Linked DNA regions of Gossypium hirsutum: regions 2 and 3 are each linked to region 1. Evidence: chromatin contacts called from public Hi-C data. All regions are on one chromosome and are shown on one strand. Each heading gives the region's core, a stretch centred on a gene start, on an enhancer-like site or on the middle of the called end of the contact. The rest is flanking DNA. Distances are from core to core; before and after follow the strand shown.

Evidence for each region. Hi-C and Micro-C count contacts between places; a contact is called where the count stands out from the background.
Region 2: a Hi-C map of hypocotyl shows a contact between it and region 1, with 2.6 times the contacts expected there. The contact joins two enhancer-like sites. A contact is called at or near these places in 4 of 34 Hi-C or Micro-C datasets (hypocotyl and leaf).
Region 3: a contact with region 1 is called in a Hi-C map of hypocotyl, with 2.9 times the contacts expected there. The contact joins two enhancer-like sites. A contact is called at or near these places in 3 of 34 Hi-C or Micro-C datasets (hypocotyl and leaf).

What each region holds. Positions count from the first base shown.
Region 1 is chrA10:31,396,975-31,400,089 of Gossypium_hirsutum_v2.1, forward strand. No RefSeq gene overlaps it. Among protein-coding and RNA genes, the nearest start is that of LOC107915406, 34 kb to the right of the region's middle. Within about 2 kb of position 1,572, at least 4 of the 9 cell types and tissues checked have an H3K27ac peak or open chromatin away from gene starts, as enhancers often do. A contact at or near this core is called in hypocotyl, where this site is marked.
Region 2 is chrA10:30,577,513-30,580,627 of Gossypium_hirsutum_v2.1, forward strand. The region is part of intron 3 of LOC107897884 (a long non-coding RNA gene); the gene reads left to right. Among protein-coding and RNA genes, the nearest start is that of LOC107897884, 3.6 kb to the left of the region's middle. Within about 2 kb of position 1,574, at least 8 of the 9 cell types and tissues checked have an H3K27ac peak or open chromatin away from gene starts, as enhancers often do. A contact at or near this core is called in hypocotyl, where this site is marked.
Region 3 is chrA10:30,670,271-30,673,385 of Gossypium_hirsutum_v2.1, forward strand. No RefSeq gene overlaps it. Among protein-coding and RNA genes, the nearest start is that of LOC107895890, 11 kb to the right of the region's middle. Within about 2 kb of position 1,586, at least 3 of the 9 cell types and tissues checked have an H3K27ac peak or open chromatin away from gene starts, as enhancers often do. A contact at or near this core is called in hypocotyl, where this site is marked.

The DNA of each region.
Region 1 (3,115 bases), core at 322-2,821:
TGACGTCCAAGTTCTGCTCGAAGGAAGTTTGTAGTCGGATAGTATTTCACTTTTAATACTTGTACTAATAAAGAATTCTGTTGGTCAATTAACCTTCATCCCTGTTTAGCAAGGAGGGCCACATTAAACTTAGCTAGATCTTGAAAACCCAGCCCTCCTGCATATTTAAGTGCACAAATTTTCTTCCAACTAACCAATGTATTCCCTTCCGACCCTGTCCTTTTTGCCACCAGTACCTTGTAATAATAGACTCCAATTCATCACACAAATTTTTTTAGCAGTAGAAAACACATCATAGAATAAGTCAAAATTGCCTACAGTACAGATTTGATAAAGACTTCTCTCCCACCTTGTGACAGACATCTAAAACTCCAGCCATCGACTCTCTTTTTAATTTTGTCCTTTAGATTCTGAAAGGAAGATTTTTTCTTCTTACCTACCACATTGGGAAGACCAAAATACTTCTCTATATCGTTTGATCTTCGCATTCCTAACAAATTCGTGACTGTGAATCAATCATCTTCTGAGGTATTTGTGCTAAAAAACACCATTGATTTTTCAAAATTCACACATTGCCTTGAACAGGATTCATACTCTTTTAAAACTTCTTTGACTTTGCTCGTTCCTCGAGTTGTTGCCTCCCCAAAAATGATACAATTATCAGCAAAGAGAATGTGTGAAATCTGTGGACCACACCTATTTGCTTTCAATCTTTTAGTATTCCCTCTTTTGATAGCCGAACACATAAGTGATGAAAGACCTTCACTGCATATAAGAAACAAATATAGACTTAGAGGGTCCCCCTGCCATAGTCCTCTCTTTGGTTGAAAACATTCTCCTTTAACTCTGTTTAGAAGAATAGAGTAAAAGACCGTGCATCTCAAAATAAAAGATACCCAGGAATGAGCGAAACCCATGCGTTTCATCATAGCCCCAAGGAACTCCCATTCAATCCTATCATAGGTTTTACTCATGTTCAATTTTAAAGCCATGTGCCCTTTCTTCCCTATTCTTTTCTTTTTTAACGTATGCATGATCTCATAAGCCATTAGCATGTTATCAGTAATGAGCCGGCCTAGGACGAAGGCACTCTATGCTTTGTCAATGCACACTTCTAAAACATTCTAAAATTTGTTTGCTACTGCTTTTGCTATTATTTTGTATAGAAAATTGCAAAGACTAATAGGCCTAAAATTTTTCATATCTGTGGGCTGTGAAATTTTAAGAATTAAAAAAATATTGGTAACATTTATGTTTGCAATTTCCTTTCCTTGATTTAAAAATTCTAAGCAAAAGGATGTTACCTCACTTTCTACTATGTGCCAGCATTTTTGGAAGAAGATAGATAGGAACTCATCATCACCAGGAGCCTTTGTGGGACCCATTGACTTCAAAGCGATCCATATTTCTTATTCAGTATAGTTTGCCCTAATCTTTGCATTAGTATCTTTGTTAATGCATCTTTCCACCCCTTCCAAAATCAATTCTGGGTTACTTATACCCCTCGACGTAAACAGCTCCTGGAAATAAGTCTTTGCAATATTAGCTTTCCCATCCTCATCAAACATGTGTTCCCCTAAATTGTTCTACAAACTGTTGATAACATTAGCCCTATTCCTCTGGGTGACCCACCTATGGAAGAATGTTGTATTTCTATCGCCCAATTTTAGCCAATCTGCGCGAGCTCTTTGTTCCTAATAGGCTTTATCTTTATCGATTTCCATATTTAGATGTATTTTTGTAGCAATAATTTCATCTAAATTTTCATCGTTCCTATCCTCTTGCATTAATTTATCCAGCTTACTACATAAGTGCTTCTTGATGCCTCGTCTAGCATTCTTTACTTGACATGCCCACTGACTAATCGTCTGCTTGAGTCCTTCCAGCTTATCCGATAGAACCCCTTGCATATTACCCCAAGAATCCTTTGCCTCTTTTCAAAAGTACTTTCAAGTAACCACCATGCTTTGAACCGAAATGCAGGCTTACGACATTTTTTATTCTCCTTCTCAGTGATAAAAGAATAGGGCAATGGTTAGAGTGTGAATAAGCTAAATGTTGAATCCGTGCATGTGGGAAGTCCAAAAACCATGCTACATTCGCTACCCCTCTATCAAGCCTTTCCCGTATATTTGTTGAAGCAAAATTATCCCTTTCCCACGTGAACCATAAACCCAAAAAACCTATATCCATTAATTGACACTCCTCAAGAGCAACAGGAAAAGCCTCCATTCTCTTTTCCTCTCTTAGAACCCCTCATTCGTTCTCAAAAGAGTAAAGAATTTCATTAAAATCCCCACAGACTATCCAAGGATAAGATCAGAGTCTTCCTAGTTGCCTCAATAAATTCCAAGTATTGGATCGCTCATTTTGAACGGGGTTCCTATAGAAACCCGTAAAACGCCAAACTTTGCTGTCAGGCTTTCCTTTTATCAGGCTATCAATATGGTTATTCGAACTACTGATTATGGTTACCTGAACATCGTGTTTTCATGTCAATGATAAACCCCCTTTCGAACCATCAGCTTCCACATCAAAACTATTCATGTACCCACATCTCTTCCTAATACTTTCCATTCGTGTAGCATTTACCTTTGTCTCCATAATGAAGACCAGTTGGGGATTGTGTTGCTTCAGTAAAAACCGAAGTCTTCTATTTGCTCGAGGACTCCCCAATCCTCGAACTTTCCAACTAATTATTTTCATTGGCTCCGGTCGGCTAGCCTACTGGCAGCTGTCGATCCAAAATGTAGAGGTACCATCAACTGATCTCCCATTTCCTCCAAGATTGAAGATTTAACCCCATCAGACTCCATTCTACCCTTTTTTTAAATTTTATTGTCACCAATCAAGTTTCCACGTAATTCCTCCTCAAATGTAAAACTTCCCCTTTTACTTGACATAACCATCATCTAAACGTCATCGCTCTGTCTTATTCTGCCTATACGCGTTTATCTTGATTTTTTAGAGTTTCCCAGATAACCCATCTCAGTTATATTCATGTCTGAACCATCAACCACAGTTTCTTCCCTGCGTATAGGTTCTGTGAGAGAAACCCCAATCTCGGTAACTTTTTCTACTATTCCTTTCTGAGTATTTGTCACCTTTATCACCT
Region 2 (3,115 bases), core at 324-2,823, 820 kb before region 1:
CTATGGAAAGTAATCTCGAGCTCCAACTTGAGACTCTTTTAATTAGCGTTTCTTTAAGTTCCTTAAAAGCCCTATGTTTGTTACACCCCACCATTGAAGGGAGATTAGGGTATTTATCCAGATTTAGATTCTGATTAACCCCCAAAACCCTACAAACCTCATCTCTGTGAAACTGATCAACATTGGAACTGAAAAAGATCTCTAACTTGTCGAAGTTGACTTTTTGGCCAGAACAGTTAACATAAACCTCTAAAATATCTTTGATCACCATTGCTCTATTGATAGACGCATCTCCAATGATAAGGCTATCATCTGCAAAAAACAAATGGGTGATTCGTGGTGCTTGCCTACTAACCCGAAAGCCATTGACAACTCCCCTAGTAGCAGCCATTCTAAGAAGAGTCGACAAGCCTTCACCACATATAAAGAATAAATAAGGACTAATAGGGAACCCTTGGCGAAGGCCTCAAGACAGGAAAAATGAATCCCCCACCTCCCCATTCATAAACATAGAATACAAGATCGACGTGACACAAATAGTAACTTTCTCAATCCACCTATCCAAAAACCCCATCCTTCGAAGCATAACATGCATAAAACTCCATTCAACCTGGTCATAAGCTTTACTAATATCAAGTTTTAAAGTAAATGACCCCTTTCTCCCTATTTGTTTTCTCTTCATAGAATGTAAAGTTTCATATGCAGCTATGATATTATCCGTAATGAGTCTTCCCAAGACAAAAGCACTTTATGCTTCACCATTACACAAATGGAGAATCTTTTGAAACCTATTCGCCAAAATCTTTGAAATGATTTTATATAAAATATTACAAAGACTAATAGGTCTAAATTGAGTCATGTACCGAGGAGAACTGACCTTGGGAATTAAAACAAGTTTTGTGTTGTTAATTTCAGCCATATTATGCAACCCCTACAACGTCTCAATACAGAAATTAGCCACATCTTTGCCCATGATATGCCAAAACCTTTGGTAGAAAATCATCCCTATCTCATCTTCGCCAGAAGCTTTTAGTGGGCTCATGGCTTTAAGAGCCGAACACACCTCTTCATATGTAAAATCCTTCTCAAGGTCCTCGTTCATCTGTTGAGAAATACATGGCTCAACACCTTCTAAATTGAGCTTGGATCTCCAACACTTTTCGTTGTAAAAAGAGAAGTAAAATAATCAGTGGCCAGCCATAATAAAGTAGCATTGCTCGCATGGGTATTACCCTCGCCATCCACTAACTCTTCCACCTTATTCCTTTTACATCGATCAATTACCGATTGGTGGAAAAACGGGTATTTCTATCCCCATTTTTCAGCCAATTCGCTCTAGCTCTCTATTCCCATAAAGCTCCTCCTTATCCACCTCCATATTAATTTGCAGCTTGGTCTCTACAATTTTCCCCAAAATCTCGTCCGTAGGGATTTCGTTATTTAGTTGAAGCAACTGTTTTTCCAACTCTTTCTTCGTGATAGACTTTTTTTTTAATTCCCCTAAACCATTCCTCAAGGCCCATACCCATAGCCTTTATCTTATTTGGAATAGGCCCCACACTCTCGGTCCAAATTCTTCTTACCTCCAATTCACAAGAGTCCTTCAGCAACCACGAAGCTTCAAATCTGAACTGCCACTGCTTCGAATGTTGATTCCCAAAATTTGAATTAAGCAACAGAGGGCAATGGTCTGAAAATGCATGAGATAGATGACTTAATTTAAAATTAGGAAATAAATCCCACCAAGGATGATTCGCAATACCTCTATCAAGACGTTCTCAAATATTATTAATTCTCATACGTCCTTTTTCCCAAGTAAACCACTGACCATTGAAACCAATATCAGTGAGAGAACAGTCATCCATAACTTTTCGAAATCTACACATTTGTCTTTCCCTCCTAGTTAGCCCCCCTTTCTTCTTAGATGAATATGCAATTTCATTGAAATCTCCAATAACAACCTAAGGAATCTGTGGGGAATCATTCAGAGTACGTAGCAAATTCTAAGATGTTTCTCGCAAATTTTCCTCTGGTGCTTCGTAAACCCCCTTACATCTCCAAGTTTTCCCCTCTGAATCCTCATCAATCATAACATCTATCTGCCTACTTGAAAAAGAGAGAAGAGAGATTTTGCAATTATTATTCCAGCCTAACGATAAACCCCTACTTCTACCATTTGAATCAACATCAATTCCATTAAGAAAACCGCACTTGGGTCTGACCTTCTCCATCTGATAACCTTGAAGTTTTGTCTCAATTAAAAACACCACCGTGGGACTTATATCTTTCAGCCTATGCTAGAGACGATTGATAGTTCGAGGCCTCCCCAAGCCCCAAACATTCCAGCTTAGGAGTTTCATTGCTCCCGCTGGCTTATTTAGTAAGGCCTGCCGATCTTGAATTATTGTGTACTTGCAAATAAGTAACAAGAGTTTCGTTAAACAATATGGTGAATTCAGGGTCTTTTGAGTCCATCACTGTGCATTATTGGACCATTAGTTTCTTCATGGGTTACCATCTCCTCATCAAACTCGTCATTGCTTTGGATCATAACCCCAAGTTTTATTGGGCCTATATTAACAATAGCCTTTCATTTTTCTTTCACAGAAGCAGAAACATAATCTTTTTGACTAATCCCCTCATTAATTCCTTTAATTACTAGATTTGATGTCAGAATCTCCCCTTTTCTTCTTTCCCCCATTGATCTCGTGTTACCAAAATTAGAAAGATTCTTTCCTTTGTCTTCCACAAGCCATTTACTCTTCCATGACTGGTTGTTTCTTGATTGAGCGCGTAAAGAAATATCCCACTTAAAAACCTGCTTTGATTGTGGCTGGATAACTCTCAACAGATAAAAACTCTCTCTATGTCCCAATTTGCCACATAAAAAAACAAAATAAAGTCAGTTTTTCATACTCAAAACGAATATAAACAGATTCTTCATTTTTAAGCGCAATCCTCTTTTTCTTTTGAGAGGCTTCATAACATCCACTTTTACCCCGACTCTTATAATGTGTTTATATCCCAACTGAACAGTAGTCGAATCATACCCAATGAATTCCCCTATGAAATTTCCCAGCTGATGAGTCACAGCGGCTGCCATAAAGCCAAGAGG
Region 3 (3,115 bases), core at 336-2,835, 730 kb before region 1:
TATAACTTTATTAATATATTTTATTTGGGTTATTTTATTTAGGATATTTTATGTTGGAAAAATTATATTTTATAGGAATTTTGAGGCATATTTTCAATAGGTAAAGGTGGATGTTTGAATCATAAAATTGTGGTTTCATATTTTACTCTATAAGACCTTTACGTCGATATATCATATACTCAAAATGGTTGAGTGATGAATGAGAAATTGATGCTCAAAGTAAGCTATATGAATATATTTGTTGAGGTAAAGTAAAAACTTGGATCCCACATTTGTTAAATATCAAGTGTGAGATGTGTATATATATAGGAACCTTCTTAAAAATTAATTGAATGATTAAGTTTGAAACCTTACCTTGTGCATAGTGGAGGTGCAATTTCAAACTTGTTAGGGTTGAGGCACACCCACCCAATGTTACGTGATGTGAAATGTTTAAATGTTGATGCCCGAATTTGTCTTATTACAATTTAAATATAAATTATTCTATTCATGTTTTATTTATATTTATATATTTTGTTTGCTAAACAACATTTTATTTATTTTTGAATTATTTGATTCTAGGTTTTGAATATTCGCCTTCATTTATTATTGAAATATCGTTATTTTTTGTTGAAATTTTTGAATATTAGTGACTACGAAATTCACATACCTAAATATTGTGATTGTTTAAGATGAGGCATTAACTGATTCTACAGACTACACTAAAGATATGCTCCATAATTAAATTTTGGGTGATCTCTTCGCCTTGCATTATATGTTTTGGAATAATGATCGTATCATTTTTAGGGTGGTTTTGGAAAATTTTCAACAACAAAAACTTCTACTAAAAAGTCGCCTTGAAGAATTGAGCATGCATCCACCGTATGATAAAGAATAGCACAGATGCCACATACCCTAGCTTGTGGCATCAATAATCTTCCTCTCCGTAGGAAGTAACCCTTAGAAAAAATATTGAATAAGAGATTGTGTGATAATTTCATGTTGCGGATAGTTTGTATATATATATTTGAATTGCTCTTAATCTTAAAAAATTAATCATATAATAATTCAGTGTCTTTTTCTTTGATTTTACAAATCTTCTCTCGAATCTTGATAGCTCAAAATGTTAAGAAAAACTTATTAATAAATTAACATGTTATTTTAGCTCATGTAGTCATTAACGTGGTAATTAAAATAATCATTCTTTATCCAAAAAGGAAAACCTCGAAGCTTTATTTGTTCTTCTGTTACCTCTTGCGGTTTCATGCTCGACAAACAATGTAGAATTCCTTGAGGTGTTTGTAGGGGTCCTAATTTTGTAAATCGTGGGAAGTGGGGAATTTCCATTCAAATGACGCGTATAGATTTGAAAAAGTGATGCAGAGTGGCTACTGATCTACAGTTGCCTCAACAAGTCGTCTCAATGAACTATATAACACATGTGCCACCAACCTCATTAAATAACTTTAATCAGGATATGTAATGCCGTTAGTTCTATAACTTCTCTCAGAAATTTGAATTTGAAGGGACCCTTGCAAAGACTGATAAATTCTTGGGCCAAGCTTTCAAAGCATTGGATCGAGACACTGTGATTTGTATTAAAAGGCCTTTGGTTTTGGGCATTACTGATGCGACCCAAATCCCTTTAAGACCCAATAGGCCTCTATGCTTTCCCCATAACGTCATTATAAGGAAAAAAAAACAGAATAAAAGCTCGTGAATCGGAGGATCCATCCTCTACGACTCTATTCTATCTCAATAGTCTCCAACAATTCAACCAAAATCAAAGGATCAACCATTTCTAGTCATTTCAAAATGAAAAAAACAGGTGATAATGTTCTAAGTTGACATGCTTTTGTGGTTAATTCTAATTAATTTTAGACAGACACTACTAATTTTGTTACTTTATAGGTGCAACACATGTTTAAGATATTAAAATACAAGTTGGAATGTAAATCACTGGGAAAGATTTGGCATGAAATCAAAAAGTGACATATAAGACTTTTTAGATTTTAAGATTAGTTTTATTTTAGTAGTTAATTTTATATTTATTTCAATTTGTAAAGATATGTAATTAGGAGTTTAATTAGTATTAGATTATCTTTTTTTTTTGGTGAGAAGTATTAGATTATCTTTTTAATCAGTTATGTAAAATTAAAATTTATCTACAAGAATTAAATTGAACACATTTTCTCCATTTTTTAAGGGGGGGCAATAGTCCAACAAAGAAAAGATCGACTTATCATTTGGTTTTAAGCAGTAGCCGCGCTCCATTGTTTGAGGGATTCTTTCTTTTCCGATTTTAAATTAATAAAGTTTTTCATTTTCCATTGTTATTCTCTTATTATGAGCAACTAAAATTTATTCCAGCCAAGAGTCAACAAAAATTAGATGTTTAATAAAGTTTTGATATGTCACGTGGTTTAATTTTAAGTTCGAATATCGAGAAATTACGAGGAAACTTAAGGAATGATTCAAATGAAGAATTTTATGATAGGAATTTTATAGTGGAGAAGGAAATATGTGAAAAGAGTTGTAAAGTGGAAATATAATAAAAATGATCAAATCGTAAATTTTGAAGAGTACGAGGATTAATGTATAAAATTGACCAAAAATAGAAAATATGAATTATGATGGATTAATTGACATGGAATGATTTGGAAAGTTTTGTGGTGAGATGGAAATTACTTTTTGGACTAAATTGGAAAACTTTAAATACTACAGGGACTAAATTATAAATTTCTATTCTTGGCTGGATAAGAGCTAAAGTGTAATTTTTACTACTTATGGAATGATATTAAAGATTTATGATGAATTATGGGCTTGAATTGTCCTAAGTATCGAATTCTAAGAGGAAATCACTAAAAAGGACAAAAAGGGATTAATTAGTAATTTTGCTGTAAAAGGGTAATTTGGTCAATTCTTAAGATTTTTATGATGAAAATAATATTTAAATATGATATTTGATATAAAAAATTAGTTTGGAATTTTAGAATCTTGTATTAAAAGTTTGTACCACAGTTTGACAAAAATTGGACATTTAACACATGGGCTTTGGCGTTAGGCCCATTAAAGGTTTAGGTCGATTTAACACAAGTATCTTAAAATATTGAAATGGCTGTAATATTTATGAAAA